Regions from separate parts of the Mus musculus genome. Here regions 2 and 3 are each linked to region 1. The links are chromatin contacts, called in public HiChIP or PLAC-seq and promoter capture Hi-C maps. All regions are on one chromosome and are shown on one strand. The core of a region is the stretch at or near the end of the contact, and the rest is flanking DNA. Distances in the headings are between cores, read along the strand shown.

Region 1 (2,700 bases), core at 69-2,568:
TGGTAGAACTAACAGGTTGATCAGCATGGTTCACTGGTCGGACGATGGGGAATACCTTAAACAATTCCATCAACATTGATCTACTTTAACCAGGTGATATGCTAATGAGTCAACCTTCTTGCTCCCTAGGTGACACTACTTCACAAACCATCAGAGCACACCACCTTTGCAAGAAGAAAAAAAGCCACGGAAGAAGCTGTGAGTTGACACTTGCAGATGAGTCTAATTCCCCGTGTCCTCTGGATGCATGCCGTGTTGGGAGAACTCCATGCACATCGAGCTGATTTTTGCTGTCATCAGAACTGACCTTCCATCCCCCAGGAGGCCCCGAGCCTGTCTGCTACAATGACAAGGAAAGGAGCCAGCCTTCAACCTGGGGCCCTCAGATGTGCAGCACAACAGGCCATGTTCAACCTCTATGGGGCAGCTGGATCACATGAATTTTTTAAAAGTAAAACAACTGATTCGGGAGGAGGGGGGAGGGGGATATGTTGGTACTTTTTCCCCCTGTGAAATCCCAGTGGAGGAAATGCGTGGCCCAGTGTGTTGATCTTGGCCTGGGCATACACAGTGCCTCTGTTCTGAGGATGAGCCGACGCATGCAGATGTGCAGAGCAGCCATTTCCAAAGGTTAATTAAATATTACCATTGTTTTCCAAGCTATTAATGTCTGTTCTTTTATTTCTTCATGAGAAAGGTTTTGCCCCACTCTGAAAGCCATTTGAATCTGCTTCTCAGTTCCTGCCCCCTCTTAAAGCCCCAAAAGAGAATGACCAGAGGGCCAGTCAGGAGGGACAGAACTGTGGTAGCAAGCCATGGAGATTTCTGCGCTAGAGGCAAGAGGCAGCTTGGAGCTGGGGAAGGAGGGACAGCAGCCAGGGCAGGCTAAGATGAGGTCCCTGCAGCACTTCAGCTCCAGCTGGAGGCAAGAAGCCTGTGATTTCAAAAAGGTTTTCTTACAGAAGCAGAAAGGAAGCTGCCAGCTCTTTCCACCTTTGTGTGTTGGTAAAATAACCGACTGTTTCTGAATTTAGTAACTGATACGTTTTGGCTTTCATTGGTTCTGGGAAAGGATCTGGGTGGTCAGTGAACACAGTCAGGAACATGGCCTGCTTTGCAATGTCAGTGTGTCCCTTGTCACCTCCAAATGACATGGTTTCTCTCTCCCGCCTGAGGTGACCTGTTGTGGCAAGGACAAGGGCCTCAGTGCAGTGGGGGAAGGGACTGGAAGACGGACAACGAGGGATAATAAGACCAAGGTCACAGAGAGGACACGGTTCCCTCTGGCAGGAAGTGCCACCCTCTGTGACAGCAGTTTACAAGAATCCTGAGCCACGATGAGCACAGCAGTCTGCAGGAAGTCTCTGCGGACAGCCTATCTTCCAGGGAGAGCCGAACATGTTTTGTTTGCAAAGTAATAATGCCTCCCTGGGTGCGGGCAGGACACAGCAGACCTACCACATAAGGACTGAAACACAGGAGCGGAATGAAGACAGGTGCCAACCAGGTGCCGCAGGTGGCCTGGGGGTTGGCCCAGAGGAACTAGGGAGCAAAGAATAGTGCCAACTCTGGCCATGAGCTCCGTGCCTCTCCCCCCAGGCACAGATCATACACTCTGAAATTCCATCCTCTCAGAGCTTATTAACAGGGCACTCAAGTGCAGACTCTGCGGCCAAATGCTCTGGGTCCTAAGCCCATTTCTGCCACGCCCTCACTGAGCCACTTCAATATGTCTCATTTCCTAGCATTTGTATTTTTCATCTGTAAAATGGAGCCAAATCCTTTGATGCTGTAAACTTCCTAGAATGATTAGAGAAGGACAAAGCTGGGGAAAGCACACAGGAAACAGGGAGAGATCAGGAGTGAGGAAAAGTCTAGAGGGAAGAACACTGAAGGGCAGGGCTGGGGAGACTGGGGAGAAAGGAAAAGGAAATCCAAGAAGGGAGAGCAGAAGGCAAGCAGGAGAAGGCCATGATCCCTCTGCCCTCTGGAGGGCAAGGTCCTTGGATGCTGAGGCTCAGCCTGTCATTAGTGGTCCTGATCCAACAGTGGCTCCCCGTGCTGCAGGGCATGTGTGCAGCACACACTGGCCACATGCACGAGTGTGAGGCCGGATGATGAGAGGACCAGATGAAAACGGTGCTTGGACAAGCAAAGCTGAATAAGTAATAGAAAATAGGATTAACTCTATGTAGCAGCTGAATTTATGAATGAATGAATGAATGAATAGCAAATAGCACTGGTAGTACACTCCAAGAGTAAGCAGCAGGACACCTTAAGAAGAAGGTTTGCCTTCCTAACACACATGAGGAAAGCCCTCCAGCTTCTAATGAAGCAAGTACAACTGAGGAAAAAAATACCAAAATATTCTCTTTAGATTGTTAACTTGGCAAATTAAGAAAATCAATCTGACTGAATATTGACAAGGGTACAGACAAGTATGGCTGCCTTGCACCAAATGAGACACATATCCTTAGTACGCAAAGAACTTTCACAAAACAACAAGGAGCCTACCAAAAGTGGGTAAACCGTTTGAATAGGTAACTCAGAACAGGTGGCTGAGACAGGTGAGACGCAGATGCAGAAGCAGAGACGATGGAGATACGGATGCGTGTTCTTATCACAGTCATGGATAGGCAAAGCAAAGCACCACCAGCTCTTGGCCTGTGACATCATAAACATGGATAGCCCCTTCTCTTA
Region 2 (2,782 bases), core at 77-2,576, 260 kb after region 1:
CCAAATTACATTTATTCTAAAAACACAGTGTTTCACATCCTAAAAACTCCACCGGAACTTTCTATCAGAGAGAATGACCCTGGAACTAGGCAACACGGAACTGGGCTACACTAGTCTTTCAGCAACTTGGGACTTAGCTACATGAGAGAAGACCCATTTAGAGAAGCTCTTCAAATGAACAACTCCTGGTGCACAGGGATAGATGCCTACCCCTGGACTAAGCCCTCCTTCTCTCCCTTCATATTCCTCAGGGTTGCAGGAATATAGAGCAGAGGGTGTACCCTGTGCTCAATGCCATGTTTCAGGTCATGAGATAGGCAAGGCCTGAGCCATTCTATCAACTTCGTATCACAACTTGCTAAGCCTTAGCTGTTGTCCTCAGCCTCTATCCACTCTCCCTCGACTCAGACTGATCCTCCATACCTCCATAAGGAGCATTACTTCCCCATTGGGCTCTCTCTTTCCCTAAAAGCAAAGCTGTTTTCTGTCTTTCAACCAAAAGCACAGAGAGCACCTCCATTGTTTGAGTAATGTTCCATGAAATCAGGAAATAAAGTCAAAACAATGTCTGACGCTAAAATTAGTGAAGCTAACTTGGCGACAGGTAACTGTGGACACTTGCTACAGGACAGTGGTTTGTTTTGGGGTCCCCACTGGGCTTTCACAAGATGGTACTGCTGATATCACTGCACTTCCACCCAGAAAGTAGAGAAGCCCCTTTCTTTAGAAATGAAATGAAGGCCCTGTGGCTAAGGAAGTTGCTCAAGGTAAAGGGTTGGAATGTCTGGCTCTGACCACTGTTTCTAAATTCTATGGCTGGGGCCTGTAATGTCAGAACTGCTTTGAGATGACACCAAGTGTTTGCTTTCTCTCCATGAAATAGTTCAGGAATACAACTTTTTTTCTTTTTTCTTTTCTTTTTTTTTTTTTTTTTAAGTATAAAACCTGCTGGACAGTGGTTGTGTGCACCTTTAATCCCAGCATTCAGGAGGCAGATCTCTGAAAGTTCAAGGCCAGCCTGGTCTACAGAGTGAGTTCTAGGACTGCCAGGGCTCAGGGCTGGGTGAGTTGGATGAGAAACTCAACAAGCTTGTATGTCTGTGGAAATTCGGTGGGCATTCCTGCATACTTCAATCTTGAACTCCCATGGTATCTTACAAGAAATTCAGTATGGACTTGGTAGTTCTCGAGCAAAGCACAGTTAGAATGATGTAGTTGCCCAGGCTGAGTCATTCAGAAAGAGGCGAGATCACATGAGAGCATTCTGAATTATTCACAACCAACCTCTTCACACCTGGCAACACGAGGGTAAAGGTCATAAGCTACACCCTAGAGATGAAAGTTCATTGTCGAGGGGCGTTACCCCACCCGAGCCTCTGGGGCTGCTCTCATTCTGGTCTCACTGAAGGATCAGGTTCAGGGAGGTTAAATCACTTATCCTGTGTCACCAACCTGCTTAGGGGCAAACAGAGATTCAAACACCCTTCTGATTTTATTTTTCAAATCAACTGATTGCCCCCAAAACTAAAGAGGTTACCAAGTTAAACACAAATAGGGAAGTAAATGCCAAGAAAAATACAAACAGAGCTGAGCCTATGAAGAAACACCAGCTCAAATGCCCGGGCCTGCGGCCTTAGAAAAGTTCTGACTTTGTCTTTTGAGGTGCCCACTTAGACCACAGACCCCTCGGGGTCTCCCAGACTATATAGCACACAACACTGGCCCCCATGGGGCTCAGAAGCCAGGGCTGCTACTGTCCTCTGAAAACTGTAAGTAGTAAGTAAGAGAGCACTTCTCTTCTGGGGGCCACCAGAATGTCCTCAGGGAGCCCCAACAAACTGTTGGCCTTCCCACTGCTGGGATGAAAAGTCAGAAACAAGGAAACAAGCATTGTAAAGACCCCTCTATTCCCCCCCTCCCTTTTGTTTTGTTTGTTTGTTTGTATTTCAAGACAAGGTTTTCGGCATAGCCCAGGCTAGTCTCCAACTCTGGGAAATCTGCCCGCCTCTGCCTGGGATTAAAGGTGTATACAACCACCTCTCAGCACGATCCCTTCTTTACTAACACAATACTTTCCCAAAACTAGGCCACATTCATTTCTGCCTTGGAGGTAACAGAGGTTGGCCCACCTTAGGACAGACCCATCAGGTATTTGTCCCTGAGTCAACAGGAAGGGAAACCTCAGAGCTGGCTCCGAGGCTGGCTCTCCATCAGGACATACAGCTCTGATGGCAGCTGTCTTCCCATTTCCTATCAGCCTCTGGGCATGCTGCAGGAAAGAGTGAGGGGAGACTTCCTGGATATCTTTCCAGAAGGCTGACCACTCTGTCTCATGGGAAGTCTGCTCTGCCCCCATGCATGGGTGGGCACGGTGAGCCATCTCTGCAGTGCTCCTGAGACACTGGGCGCACCAGGCTGAAGCAACTATACCTTTGCTCTGGCAGCCAAAGTCAGGCTGAAGCCCCAGCACCACTTGACTGTTGACTGTGGACTGAACTCACCGTGAAGGCAAAGCCTTTCCTTCACCCAGATTCAACCTTCTCTGCTTCCACTACCAGATCTCTGATCCCAACTTTCTTCGCAAGCCTGGACAGCTGGTTCCCACTTCCTGTTGCTCACCCAAGTTTTCCAACGATGACATGGCCACCAGGAGTAATTCCTCATTTAAGTCAAATTCCGTAAAACAGGATACAGGATCCTAGCATCCTCTCCCTGGCCTGAGCCTTCCCTCTCAAAGCTGCTTCTCCCTGAAGAGAGCTCAACTCCAGGTGCACATACATGT
Region 3 (2,896 bases), core at 331-2,830, 500 kb after region 1:
CCAGACAGGTTTATCATTCAGAGATAACTGGAAAACACTGCTATGCGTTTCTTTATAGAGCTTAGAGGTGTTGATGATATGAGGGTGTTGAAGGATGGATTGGAAGGGCTGCAGACTTGAAAAGTGACACCTTCAAAGGCGTCACTTTGATGGAAGTCAGCTGTAGAGAACAACAGGGAGCATCAAAGAGAAAAGCTTATCAGTGTTAGCCCGAGGGAGGGTGGCCTATGCTGCAAAGGGAGAGGCCAAAGGGAGAGGCTGGCAGTGGCAGGGCCAAGATGGCATGCATAGTAGTCCATGTAGTCTACCTGGACTAGAAGGGATGTGTGGAGAAAAGGGGAGTAAGACAGAAGGCCCATGTGTGAGCGTGTACACACACACACATACACACACACACACTCCAAAACAACAACAACAACAACAAAACAATGTCTTAGCTCATTTTCCCTGAACAAAAGCAATCCAAGGAAGAAAGGCTTCTTTTACTTCCCAGTTTCAGGCTGCAGTTCATCATTATCCAGGAATCAAGGTAGCAGAAGCCTGAGCCTGCTAGGATGCCACATCTCCAGTTTACAGGCTGAGGGCTGTGGTTGTCAGCGCTGGATGATTCAGTCAAAGCTGGTCCATCTAGTCAAGGCCAGGCCCATAAAGTGCTGCTGCTCCCATTGAGGGTGGCTCTTCCCACCTCCTTAGCCCAATTAAGAAAGTCTCTCACAGGCATGCCTGTAGGCCATGATCTAGTCAGCCCTCACTGAGACTCCCTTACCACCTGACTCTAGCAAGTTGATAGGAACTATCAAAGCAAACTAAGACACACACAACCCCCACCCCCAAACAACCAAAACTGAAATTTTGAACAGAAAGTTCAGAAAGTTGTGAGATTGTGAAAGTACAAACAGTTTTATCTATAGATCCCAGGCTAGGACACCCCAAGCTGGGGAGAGAGAGAGTGGGGAAGGGTAGGTACAGCCAGGTGTTTGTAATCGCAGCACTCAGAAGGCAGTGGCAGGAAAACAGTTTGAGGCTAGCCTACCAGCAGGATTCAAAACAAACAAACAAACAAACAAACCACCACCAAAAACTCACAAAGTATAAAAGGGGGTGGAGCATAAGTTATGAGCACTGGTTGCTCTTCAGAGAACCAGGCTCAGATCCCAGCACTCACATCAGGTCGCTCTTAAGCATCTGTAACATAAGTTCCAGGGATTTGACACCCTGTTCTGGATTCTGCAGGTACTTCGTGCATATGGCACACTTGCAGGCAAACAAAGCACACACATATACAGAAGTAAAGGTGAATTTTAAAAAGTTTTTAAGCAAAAGCAAGCAGTTACAAATCCCATGGAGTCACACTGTGACTAAGTGTGGTTACTATATCAATATGTTGCGTGTGTGTGTGTGTGTGTGTGTGTGTGTGTGTGTGTGTGTGTTGGAGTGGCAGGGCTAGTTAGGCAAGGATGTGTAGCTTTCCCTTTGAGTGGTAGTCACCAGAAGCAGCTGGGTGGAGCACCTGAGAGAAGCAGAAATCCCTGACTACTTTCTGCACCATGAAGCCAGTGACTCAAATGAGGGTGATCTCCAGGCAGAAAGACTTTAGGGCTTGAGCCACACCCTTTACTTGTTTTTTAAAACAGCCTCATAGCATAGCCTAGCATCCAACTAGCTATGTAGCAAAGAATGACCTTAAATTGCCCCTTCTTCTGTGTACCATGCCTGGTTTTATGTGGTTTTGGGGACTGAGCCCAGGAATTCAGGAATGCTAGGCAAGTAAGTGACTTATCAACTGAGCTACATCCCCAGGGCAGGCTTAAGGGCCATATAAGGGATGGTATCAGGTAAGATATTTACCTTGTTAACAATTGAAAAGGAGGGGAGATGGGGAAAGGATTGTGGGAGGAGGAGACCAGGAGGAGTAAAGTGAATAAGTAAAAAGTAAATAATAATTTTTAAAAAATTGAAAGTCAACACTGGGAATCTACTATCCACTTTCATTACTTCAACAATAATGGTCAATTGCTGGGTTTTCCACCTAAAAATTCCTTGGGGCTGGGTGAATGATGGCTGCATCCGAGCTGCCTTTCTGAGAGGCTCTGCTTGCTTCTAGTATTTCATTTGCAGGTTGCTGTTGGCCTCCCCCAGCGCAAGGGCAGGCCTGCTACCAGAGTGCTCAGCTTCCTGCACAGAGCCCCCCACCCCTGACCCCCCACCCCCCAGCGCACTTTCCCCATACATCTCATTGGTCCAGACTTCTTGCTTACCCTGAACCACTCTTTCTGATGGTTGGCTTACACCCTGGGATCCAGGCACCCTAAAGCAAAACACCGGTGTGCAGGGATGACTGGGTGTCTGGGGCTGCCAGAATGATTACAGCTGAGCTCAGAGATGCTAAATATATCAAGGTGCATGGGATGTGTCTGAAGAGGGAAGAACTGACCAGCCTCAAATGTCAATTGAACCTGTTGCTAAGAAACACTCCGTAGATAAGACCCATTCTAGAAGGTAGCCCGCTGGCTGCATGGGAGAATCTGAACATAGAGGGAAGAACAGAAGAAGCCTTCAGGGAAGGTAGCCAGCAGGAGCTACCACAGAGATTTCACATTTTGAAGAAGGGAGCCTGGAGTATAAATCTTGGTTCTGTCTTTTTTTTTTTTTTTTTTTTTTTTTTTAGCTATGTGGCCTTGGGGAAGTTAACAAACCTTGAAAATGTTATTTCTTGACTAAAAGAAGTGGCGTAATGTACCCGCTCGTGAGATGACCAAGAGGATGAACGGCTGAGGAAGTGTAAAAGACCCAGGTCTGTAGAAGGGCTGAGGGCCTGTTGTTCCTCTTCTTCCTGCTCTTAAGGAGATTCACTTACGTTGAGCTCCTTTATGCACTGTAGAGTGATCAGTATCTT

The links. HiChIP or PLAC-seq counts read pairs in DNA pulled down with a chosen protein or histone mark. Capture Hi-C pulls out chosen DNA fragments and counts their contacts.
Region 2: a contact with region 1 is called in a promoter capture Hi-C map of liver, with 2.8 times the contacts expected there. The contact joins two enhancer-like sites. A contact is called at or near these places in 1 of 39 promoter capture datasets (embryonic stem cells), 3 of 15 datasets of contacts at CTCF or cohesin (embryonic stem cells, large pre-B cells and pro-B cells), 22 of 484 Hi-C or Micro-C datasets (B cells, the HL-1 cell line, bone marrow-derived macrophages and 7 more), 15 of 115 datasets of contacts at active chromatin or transcription factors (the 230-238 cell line, CD8 T cells, acute myeloid leukemia and 10 more) and 4 of 9 other capture datasets (adipose tissue, embryonic stem cells, liver and 1 more).
Region 3: an HNF4G HiChIP or PLAC-seq map of pancreatic cancer cells shows a contact between it and region 1. The contact joins two enhancer-like sites. A contact is called at or near these places in 5 of 484 Hi-C or Micro-C datasets (the 3T3-L1 cell line, the C2C12 cell line, cortical glia and 2 more) and 3 of 115 datasets of contacts at active chromatin or transcription factors (embryonic stem cells, memory CD8 T cells and pancreatic cancer cells).

The regions. Positions count from the first base shown.
Region 1 is chr4:9,014,494-9,017,193 of GRCm38.p6, reverse strand. No RefSeq gene overlaps it. Among named protein-coding and RNA genes, the nearest start is that of Gm34428, 7.3 kb to the right of the region's middle. Within about 2 kb of position 1,318, at least 93 of the 459 cell types and tissues checked have an H3K27ac peak or open chromatin away from gene starts, as enhancers often do. A contact at or near this core is called in the C2C12 cell line, liver and pancreatic cancer cells, where this site is marked.
Region 2 is chr4:8,754,060-8,756,841 of GRCm38.p6, reverse strand. All of the region lies in intron 2 of Chd7 (chromodomain helicase DNA binding protein 7), which reads right to left. Among named protein-coding and RNA genes, the nearest start is that of Gm46841, 38 kb to the right of the region's middle. Within about 2 kb of position 1,326, at least 20 of the 459 cell types and tissues checked have an H3K27ac peak or open chromatin away from gene starts, as enhancers often do. A contact at or near this core is called in liver, where this site is marked.
Region 3 is chr4:8,515,500-8,518,395 of GRCm38.p6, reverse strand. No RefSeq gene overlaps it. Among named protein-coding and RNA genes, the nearest start is that of Rab2a, 19 kb to the left of the region's middle. Within about 2 kb of position 1,580, at least 70 of the 459 cell types and tissues checked have an H3K27ac peak or open chromatin away from gene starts, as enhancers often do. A contact at or near this core is called in the C2C12 cell line and pancreatic cancer cells, where this site is marked.